Linked DNA regions of Pan troglodytes: region 1 is linked to region 2. Evidence: chromatin contacts called from public Hi-C data. All regions are on one chromosome and are shown on one strand. The core of a region is the stretch at or near the end of the contact, and the rest is flanking DNA. Distances in the headings are between cores, read along the strand shown.

Region 1 (5,044 bases), core at 1,712-4,211, 270 kb before region 2:
AGTCAAATTCACAGAAAGTAGAATGATAGTTTTCAGGGGCTGGAGGGAGGAGGGAATGGGGAGTTAGTTTAATGGGTACAGAATTTCAGTTGGGGAAGATAATGGACAGTGATGATGGTTGCATAACCATGCGAATGTACTTAATGTCACATAAATGTACACTTTGAAACGGTTAAATGGTAAATTTTATGTTATATATATTTTACCACAATTTTTTTTTTTTAAAAAAAAGCATGCCAGCTTTAAGGTTATACTGTCTGCAGTCTGAATACTGCCATGGCCACTTACCAGTTACATGACCCTGAGGCAGGTAATGTAACCTCTCTAAGCCTGTTTTTTCTATAAAACAGGGATAATAATAGTACTTAATTCATAGGTTGCTCTAAGAATTAGTAATATAGTCCATAAAGTCCTCAGTCCATTGACTGGTGGTACACGTTAAGTACTTAATAAATTTAGCTATTATTACTACCACTATAAAGCACTTTCATAGCCATTTTCTTAACAATCCCCACAACAACCCTATGAGTTTACAGATAAGGAAACTGAGGCTCAGAGAGCCACAATGAGTGGCTCAGTTTATGATGCCAAATCAAATCCTCTGCTCCAGAGAGGTGTCTTGTCCTCACTACTTACTCATTCTGTCATCTAAGGCAAGTGCTATGCTGTGTCTCCATTCCCTCACAGTAAAAAAAGAGACATAAACCAAGCTCTGCAAACTACCTCACAGAAATGGATTAGAAATTAAATCAGATAATGGTTATGGAAGAGTATATAAGCCATAAACACATAAAACCGAAGCGGTGACTTACGAGAACTAGTACACCTGTGCTTAAACCTGGCCTCCTCTTAATACTAACCATAAGGCACAGAAAGTGGTGGGGACTATAAAACTTCCTTGGGATTTCCAATTACTCAGGATTCCTGACCTTAAGACCTGAATAAGTGGTTTCGTGCCCTTTTAAGAAGTGGCAAGGTATGGGAGAAATAAAAATATTACTGGATTAGGAGGAAGAAGACTGGGAATTTTAGTTCTCACTCTGACACTAAGGCAGTCTGAATTCAGACAACTTACTTCCCCTTTCCAAGGTTCAGTTAACAGGGAAGCGGGGAAAGGCAGATATGAAAAAGTTGGACCAGATGGTAAGACCCCTTTCAGCTCCCACATAGGACTCGTAAATCCAGAATCCTGGCCAGGCACCACAGACCTACCAGACTCCAAAGAACTAATGTGAACATCAAGAGACTCCTCAAGACCTGGCCCAGAAACTCCCTTGCCTGATTTTTAGACACTCCCTCAAACCGGATCACATTGAAAAACTGGAACATTTGCCAAAGTTAATTTTAGTTCACTTTAACCACTCTGGGCCTTATCTGAAAATAGGAGTAATATTTGTTTGAAGGCAGATGACTTGAGCTACTCCCCCTAACCCCCATCAAACTAGGATCGATAAATCTAAACACAGAGAACCTGCAAGGTCTGGGAGGAGGAACACACCACACACAAACTAAAGGGTGGATCCCACCGTTTACAGTCTCAAAGCTTCCTTGAGCCAAAACCCCAGGGAATTTGAGTTGTGTCTGAGACCTGGAGTCTGCATCCATCAACTTCTAACTGCCGCAACACTAGCAAGGAATTCATCCAAACCTTTCCCTTTAGAACTATGGTAACCCCAGAATGGGATTTCATCCATAGTATAGTGGACAACGTACCAGAAGTCAGGGAAAACCCAGAGTTATGCCCCTAATTAAATGGTGTGACCCAAGGCTAGGTAAAAATGCCCTCTGCACTAAGAGATGATACATGCTCACACCAGGAAATATTAATAAATAATAGGTACTGGCACCACTCCTTTGCACTTCTGTGGCTACTGTGACTTGGAGAAAATTACTTGACCCCTCTGCGCCTTAATTTCTGCTTTTGTAAATGAGGATAAACCAGAAGGCCGTTGTGAACATTAAATGAAGTAAGGCTTGGGAAGTTCCTGGGTGAAGTCTCATTAAATGTTCCCTGTCGGTGTTAAACACTTCTTTCACATATTAGTTCCCTTCCTGAATCCACGAACACCCCGCAAGGCGAGTTTCCTTCTTTCCCCCCACGTCACCGAGAGGCAAACTAAGACTCGGCCGCCAAGGAGGCTGAGTGAAACGCGGATACGGCCCCAGTTCGAGGGCCCGTTGTTGTTTCTCTCCGAGCCCAAGGCGTGCAAAGAGCCCAGAAGAGGCGGGAGCCGAGGCAGGACAAGCTCTGCGCGCCTCCGGGAGCCCGTAGACCCAGCCCGGGTAGGAGAGCCGGAAGCCGCCGCGGCCGGGCCCGCCTGCGGCCTCCCCGGAGCAGCCTCCGTTCCCCTCCCTCCGCCCCTCGCCGGGCGGGGCGGGGCACGAGCACAAAAGACTCCAACTTCCGAGCGGGCGCGGGCCCACCCAGCCAACTACTGGCCCAGACTTGGCCCGCGGAGGGAGCAGACAGGGAACGCCGGGAGCAGGACCGGGCGCGGAGGGCTGGGGCCGGGGACCCGGGGCGGCGGGTCCGAGTGGGAGAAAGGAGCGGCGGAGGGGGCCTAGAGTTACTCGGGCTCCCGGGACTCCCCGAAGGGCAGAAATAAGTTTCTAAAAATAGGCAGCGGCCTGCCTGAAGAAGTGGGTGAACGGAAAGGCACAAAGCACACACCCTCCCCGCACCCCTAAGGAGACGCCCGCAGCCCCCACTCACCCGCGCCGAGAGATCTGGAGGAAGCCGCGCGGCTGGGAAGGAGGCGGTACTGCCGCACTCGGGGACGTAAGGGAGGGAGGAAAAGGGCGGCTGCGGCGGGAAGAGGCTGGGCACACGCGCGGGAGTCGTCGTCGTCGTCGTCGCCGTCGCCGCCGCCGCCGCCGCCGCCGCCGCCGCCGCTACCGCCCCCTCAGCTTCTCTGGGTTCCGCTGCCCCGAGCTGGCGCCGCTCGCGCGCCCCGCCGCACTGACAGCGGCGCGAGCCCCGCAGCCGCGAGCCCTGCCCTCGGCCGGCACCACTGAGGCGCGCGGGGGTGGGGGCACCCGGAGCGGCTCCCCGCAGCTCGGCTCCGCCCGCCGCTCCGGCCCTGGTTCCGGGCTCTCCTCCTTCTCTGTCTCCTGGGAAGGACACGGTGACACGAGCACGAGGAGTCTGCAGCCCCGCCCAGAAACAGCCCGGCTTCCCAGGCGCATGGGCTCTCCCCACCCTCTCAGCCTGGCTTTGGAAAGGTCCAGAGCTTCGGCGGGGACGGGAGGAAGGCGGGGCCAGGGTGGGGCCTGAAAGGGAGGAGGAACTGAGACGCGGCTTGGGGAGGCGGGGCTGGGGCGGGAAGAGGGCAGCTTGCACAGGTTTGGAGCCGAAGTAGGGGCGGAGCTAAGATGGTGATGGGGCCCTGGGAAGAGGGTCGCCGGACAAGTGGGGAAGGCCGTGCAGGAGATGGAGAGCCGGGAACCAGGACAGCGCTTGAAAAGAGATGCTGTGGGCGGGGCTAAATGGAGAATCGCCCAGAGGGCGGAGCCACGGGTGGAGGGAGGCGGGGCTGAAGAGAAGCTTAGAGTGGGAGGAAGATGGAAGCGGGCCTGAAGGAGGCGGGCCCGGAAGCAGGGAGGGGAGGAGGGGCCCCGGGGGTGGCTACTCTGGGCGGGTGCCGGAAGGAGGCGTGCCCCAAGGGAGGACTGAGGGGTGGTGCTTGAGGTGGGCGGGGCCTGGAGATGGCGCTCAAACCTGCAGGCTGCGGGCGGTGCAGGAGGGATCCGGAAGAGACGAGGCAGGAAGAAACTCCTGGTCCTTTCGCTTTTAAGGAACGTGGCACCTAGACAGGGTGAGGGTCGCTCTTCGCTGCCTAATCTGGGACTGGGCGGAGAGGCCGCGCTAAGGGTGATCTCCGAAAAAGATGCAGGAGATGTTTTATAACTTGATCCAGGTGCTGGTCCTCTCTCCTACACATTTCTTCTGTCGGGATTTCTCACTTTCAGTGTTCCAGCCTCCGGTGAACCAGTCTTCCTAGTGAGAGCACGAGAAGCCCGTTGTCCTTCATTCCTCAGCTATGGATTTCCCTGAAAGTTGAGAACTGACCATATTCTCGATGCCTCCTCCGACCTGTGATTTCATGATTCACATCGCTTCCCCAGAACCTGCTTAACAGACGGGATTCCTGAGAATGGAGCAGAGTTTGAATTCAGAGTCCTGGCTTTGCCATATCAGCAGTTATAATTGTCCTTCTGTTGTTTGATGACCTCCCTGCCCTGCTTCAAAAGGAAGAGAAATCAAAGAGTTGACGACCCTGAGCGCAAGGCCTGGGACGTTCTTCCCCAAACTCGCTTTAATATCACCTTCTCAAAAGAACTCTTCCCTGAACACCTTGTCTCAAGATGTTCTCTAGTTTGTCTTCTTGTTCTGTCATTTATTTGTCTGTTCATTGTTTGTGTGTTTTTTGAGGCGGAGTCTCGCTCTGTCGCCTAGGCTGGAGTGCCGTGGCACGATCTCGGCTCTCTGCAACCTCTGCCTCCTGGGTACAAAGCGATTCTTGTACCTCAGCCTCCCAAGTAGCTGGGATTACAGGCGTGTACCACCATGCCCGGCTAATTTTTGTATTTTCAGTGGATACGGGGTTTCATCATGTTGGCCAAGCTGGGCTCTATCTCCTGACCTCAGGGGATCTGCATTTGAGGATAAACCCTGTCTTGGCTCCTCCCTGACGGGGGTGAGAAGTAGCCCTCCTGGAATTGCCTCAAAGCCCCCGGTTATCACCAGTGTTCTCGGTTGCAAATTACGAAACATAAATAAACTCAGACTAACAGATGCAGCAAAGGAATTTATCAGGAAGGAATGGGGAGCTCCCAGAACTGATGGGAAGGCTGGAGAACCAGGCTCAGAAAATGCACTGAAGTGGTGAGCGCAGAGGCTTGAATGTTGCCAGGACTCTCCTCCCAGTCCTTTATCTCTTCTCTCTGTATGCGAGCTATTCTCCTCAAGGCTAGGCACGTGGCTGCAGCAGCGCTCACCACTCACAACTCTCACCCGTTCCACCGGAGAGAGACTGAGGATTTC
Region 2 (5,543 bases), core at 2,107-4,606:
TAAAAAAAAAAATTCCTCTTTCCTTCTCCTTCAGCTGTTCTGCTGAGCACCAAGGCAGCCTTTTCTGTAGTTCCTAGGGGCTGGTGGTGTGGGTTGTGCAGTGGATTCATTTCACATTAGACTTGAGGGCAACACCCTTTGGGGCTCAGCTTAATGTGAGGAGATCTGCTATATGGCTCCCCACCTGGGGAGGCCCTAGATTTTCACCTGTGTCCCTCTTGCCCTGTGTGGTTGACAAGCTGAAACTTGCAGGTTTAATATTGGTAAATGCCCTCATGTCATAAGTAGCCTTGGTGCTCCAATATCCCAATCTTCCTGTTAAGCATCTGGTTACCAGCTTTCACTCCATAATTGGCCTGAGCATTCCTCATACTTTTTTTTTTTTTTTTTAAGATGGACTTTCGGGCCGGGCGCGGTGGCTCACGCCTATAATCCCAGCACTTTGGGAGGCGGAGGCGGGCGGATCACGAGGTCAGGAGATCGAGACCATCCTGGCTAACATGATGAAACCCCATCTCTACTAAAAATACAAAAAATTAGCCCGGCATGGTGGTGGGCACCTGTAGTCCCAGCTGCTCGGGAGGCTGAGGCAGGAGAATGGCGTGAACCCGGGAGGTGGAGCTTGCAGTGAGCCAAGATCGCACCACTGCATTCCAGCTTGGGCGACAGAGCGAGACTCCGTCTCAAAAAAAAAAAAAAAAAAAAGATGGACTTTCGCTCTGATTGCCCAGGCTGGAGTGCAGCGGCGCGATCTCAGCTTACTGCAACCTCTGCCTCCCGGGTTCAAGCGATTCTCCTGCTTCAGCCTCCTGAGTAGCTGGGATTACAGGCACGTGCCACCATGCCCGGCTAATTTTGTATTTTTAGTAGAGACAGGATTTCTCTGTGTTGGTCAGGCTCGTCTTGAACTCCGACCCCAGGTGACCCACCCGCCTCACCCTCCCAAAGTGCTGGAATTAAAGGCGTGAGCCACCGTGCCCGGCCACATTCCTCATACTTTTAAGCACTTCAGTTTGACACAGGGTCTCAGTCACCCAGGCTGGAGTCCAGTGGCGTGATCACCGCTCACCGCAGCGTTGACCTCTCCAGGCTCAGGTGATCCTCCCACACCTGTAGTTGGGACTACAGGTGTGTGCCACCAGGCCTGGCTAATTTTTGTATTTTTAGTAGAGATGGGTTTCCGCCATGTTGCCCAGGCTGGTCTTGAACTCCTGGGCTCAAGAGATCCACCCACCTTGGCCTCCCAAAGTGCCGGGATTACAGGCGTGAGCTACCTACCGCACCTGGCAGAGCTTCAGTGTTTTTTTGTTTTTGTTTTTTAATTTTTTAGAGACGGGGTTTCACCATGTTGGTCAGGGGTGGTCTCGAACTCCTGGCTTCAAGTGATCCGCCCGCCTCAGCTTCCCAAAGTGCTGGGATTACAGGCATGAGCCACTGTGCCCAGCCAAGGAACTTCAGTGTTTTTAAGAGGATATTTTAATATATTATCTAACATAGTCATTATCTTCAGAGGAAGGATGAACTGAATAAAGTAGCCTACCATCACAAAAGAAAAATCCCGGAAAACCCAGTTTCAGTGACAAAATAGGCCCAGCACAACTCCCTCCTTCATTGACCTCTGAAATTGTCCCCTGACACTGAGCAAATAACATCACTGGTAAATACGATATGGCCCAAGTACCAGGGGACACCCTCACAAGTCACAGCCACCACTCAGTGTGTAGCTGTTATTCAGTGACAACTCCACATAGTGACATCATATGTTAATGTCACCCATCAATGCTCTCGGAGATGACGACCCAAAACTATGTGTTGCTTCAACAAGCAAGTGTTGAGTACCCACCATGTGCCCAGTGTTGGGGTTACAGCAGAAAACAAGACAAATAAGATTTCTTCCTTCATAGAATTTACAGTTTGATAAGGGCAATGGACAATGAACACATAGTAAACAAGTCTAAAGTGTCAAAAGTTCTATGAAAAAAAAAAAAAAACACATAAGAACCAGGGTGGCCGGGCACGATGGCTCACATCTGTAATTCCAGCACTTTGGGAGGCCGAGGCGGGCGGATCACAAGGTTGGGAGTTTGGACTAGCCTGGCCAATATGGTGAAACCCCGTCTTTACTAAAAATACAAAAATTAGCCGGGCGTGGTGGCATGCACCTGTAGTCCTAGCTCCTCAGGAGGCTGAGGCAGAAGAATCCCTTGAACCTGGGAGGCAGAAGTTGAAGTGAGCTGAGATCACACTACTGCGCTCCAGCCTGGGCGATAGATCCGAGACTCAGTTTAAAAAAAAAAAAAAAAAAAAAAAAAGAGCCAGGGTAATGAATCAGAGTGGACAGTGCTACTTCAAATTGGATGTCTCAGAAAGTCTCTCTGATGAGGTGGCATTTGAGCTGAAACCTGAAGGATGAGAAGAAACCTGTCATGGGAAGAGCCCAGGATGGCGAATATCAAGCAGGGAACCAGCAAGTGCAAAGGCCCTGAGGTAGAAGGGTTCTTGGCCCAAGGAACAGAAAGGAGGCTGTTTGGCTGGGAAGCAGTGAGGTGGCAAGTGCTGGAACGTGGGGTCAGAGGGAGAGGCAGGGACCAGATCACAGGAGGTCTTCTCTCTTGGGCCTTGGGGAGGAGTTTGGATTCTAAGAATAAGTGGACGCCGGCTGGGCTCACGCCTGTAATCCCAGCACTTTGGAAGGCCGAGGCAGGTGGATCACCTGAGGTCAGGAGAGCAGCCTGGCCAACATGGTGAAACCCCATCTCTACTAAAAATACAAAAAAATTTGCCAGGCATGGTGGTGGGTGCCTGTAGTCCCAGCTACTCAGGAGGCTGAGGCAGGAGAACTGCTTGAACCCTGGAGGGTGGAGGTTGCAGTGAGCCGAGATCGCGCCACTGCACTCCAGCCTGGGTGACAGAGCTAGGCTGTATCTCAAAACATACATACGTACATGGAAGCCATTGAGGGGCCATGTGACTGACACTCTGGGAAGATTGCTATGGTAAAGGATATCCCAGTCAGAACTATCTCGCGTAAAGATGGGGCCCTGCTCCTCCCTGTATCATCACCTGTCGCCCATCCCATCTCTAAGCAGGGCCACTCCTCATTCAGGAGCCCTCCTTCCAAGTACACGCCTCCTTCCAAACCCACTCGTGAACCCAACATGGACCAAGGGAAAGTGCCTTCTGATTGGACAAATCGTGTGTCTGTGTGTGACCTTGGGCGGAGCCCACTGTGATTGGCTACAAGCTTTCCTTTCTCTTCCAGTCAGACAACTATTTCGATGAGTGCTATTGTCCCATGAGACAAGTACGCTCTCTGATTGGTCTTCCATGCATGAGTGACGCAGAAACAGCCTATAGACGCCACGAGTCGGCGGCGCTACCGAGGGGCTGTGGGCGCGCAGCTGGAACCTCCGGCTGTCAGTGCGCTTACAGTTCCTCACCCCGACCCTGCGCGCAGCCCGCACTATGGCAGCCCCGCCGCAGCTAAGGGCTCTGCTCGTAGTCGTCAACGCACTGCTGCGCAAGCGCCGCTACCACGCTGCGTTGGCCGTGCTTAAGGGCTTCCGGAACGGGGCTGTGTGAGTGGGGCCGTCGGGCCGGGCTGGGGCTGAGGGATGTCCTGCCTGGGGTCAGAGGCGCGAGTTCGAAGTCCGATGCCGCGGTGCTGTTTGCCCTGGAGCAGTCCTCGTGTGTCTCTAAGTCTCGGAGGTCACCATCTGTGCAATGGGAGCTGGATTTTGGGTTGCGCGCCTTCCCAGCTCTGAACTGGGGCTCCCACTGCACATTTTCTGGGTCTTCCAACCTTTGCAGCCTGGCCCTCTTGCTTTGACTCCTCCCATGCCAGCTTCTGTATCCCCTCATTTGGGTTCAGTTCACCTCGCCTCTCTGTGTGCCTTTGGGCCTCAACGGCCTCATCTGCACAATGGGGAACTGGACTCTGGCCTCTAGCTGGCAGGCGGATGCCTCCTGTCTATTCTGTCCCCATGAAGCTTGCCCATGGGCTTGCATCCTGCTTCTCACTCCTCACCTGTAGGACTCCAGCGCTAAGTCCCATTCGGCTCAGGGGGCTCCTGGGACGTGACAATGAATGTAAAAGAAGCTGCAACTATCCTGGCATCTTACCTGCAAGAGAGGTCTTGGGGTCATTGCCCTGGCTGGTGCCTAGAGGGGAGCTCAGTCTCCTTTAAACCTAGTGCATAACAGCCACCATTTATTGAGGGCCTATAGTGCCAGAACCGGGGACAAAGCAGAGAACAAACCAGAGAAAGTGGTTTGTGTCCCCCAGAATTGGCATCCTAGTGGCAACGTGGGATGGTGGGAAGGATGTGGATGCCTTGGCTTGAACCCTGGCCCCACCTACCCATGTGATCTGGAGGAAGTCATTTAGCCTCTCTAAGCCTCAATATCTGTAAAATGGGCATGGTACTAGTACTTATACTATCAGGATTGAGTCAATATGTGTGAAATGCTTAGCACAGGCTGGCCACGGTGGCTCACACCTGTAATCCTAGCACTTTGGGAGGCTGAGGCAGGCGGATTATCTGAGGTCAGGAGTTCGAGACTAGCCTGGCCAACATGGCAAAACCCCATTTCTACCAAAAATACAAAAATTAGCCGGGTGTAGTGTCACATGCCTGTAGTCCCAGCTACATGGGAGGCTGAGGCAGGAGAACTGCTTGATCCCAGGAGGTGGAGGTTGCAGTGAGCTGAGATTGTGCCACTGCACTCCAGCCTGGGTGACAGAGTGAAACTCCATCTCAAAAGGAAAAAAAGAAAGTTTCATGAGGCCATAACTTTATCTATTTTGTTCCTTGGTGTATTACTAGCACCTGGTATTTAGTAGTTTCTGAAATATTTATTGAATGAATGAATAAGTGTGCAAGATCAGAATTGCCATTGTCCCCATTTTCCAGATGAAAAGGCTGTAGCTCAGAGGTAGACCCATTGCTCATGGCCACAGCACTTGGTCACGGTTGGAGCCGGGATTCAAACCCAAGGATGCCTGGCACCAGTGCCAGGCTCTTGGCTCCCATGGACACTCAAGAGTCAGGTAGAACTGGTTCCCACTGGGTCTGGCCAAGGGCATATCCTTGATGTGCCCTGAGATAACATCAGTAACCCTTTTGCCAAGTTGTTTTTTTTTTTTTTTTTTTTTTGAGATGGAGTGTCGCTCTGTTGCCCAGGCTGGAGTGCAGTGGCGCAATCTCGGCTCACTGCAAGCTCCGTCTCCCAGGTTCACACCATTCTCCTGCCTCAGCCTCCCGAGTAGCTGGGACTACAGGCGCCCACCACCACGCCCGGATAATTTTTTTGTATTTTTAGTAGAGACAGGGTTTCACCGTGTTAGCCAGGATGGGCTCGATCTCCTGACCTCGTGATCCGCCTGTCTCGGCCTCCCAATGTGCTGTGAGCCACCACACCCAGCCTTGGACACAGGTTTGATTCCAGTCTTTTGTTTTTTCAAACAAGCCTGCAGTGAACATTCATGTATATTTGGGGAGACAATAGTATGTGGCTCATGACCATTGTCTCAAGGAGGCTGT

The links. Hi-C and Micro-C count contacts between places; a contact is called where the count stands out from the background.
Region 1: a Hi-C map of stem cell-derived neural progenitor cells shows a contact between it and region 2, with 4 times the contacts expected there. The contact joins the promoter of RALY here to the promoter of PXMP4 in region 2. A contact is called at or near these places in 1 of 7 Hi-C or Micro-C datasets (stem cell-derived neural progenitor cells) and 1 of 1 datasets of contacts at active chromatin or transcription factors (stem cell-derived excitatory neurons).

Annotation. Positions count from the first base shown.
Region 1 is chr21:40,197,669-40,202,712 of NHGRI_mPanTro3-v2.0_pri, reverse strand. RALY (RALY heterogeneous nuclear ribonucleoprotein) reads right to left here and starts at 2,961. Exons shown (of 10, transcript NM_001280425.1): 1 at 2,714-2,961. LOC104003558 (a long non-coding RNA gene) reads left to right here and starts at 3,692. Exons shown (of 3, transcript XR_010154372.1): 1 at 3,692-3,815; 2 at 3,970-5,044.
Region 2 is chr21:39,924,647-39,930,189 of NHGRI_mPanTro3-v2.0_pri, reverse strand. PXMP4 (peroxisomal membrane protein 4) reads left to right here and starts at 3,356. Exons shown (of 3, transcript XM_003316863.7): 1 at 3,356-3,578. The coding sequence starts at 3,466.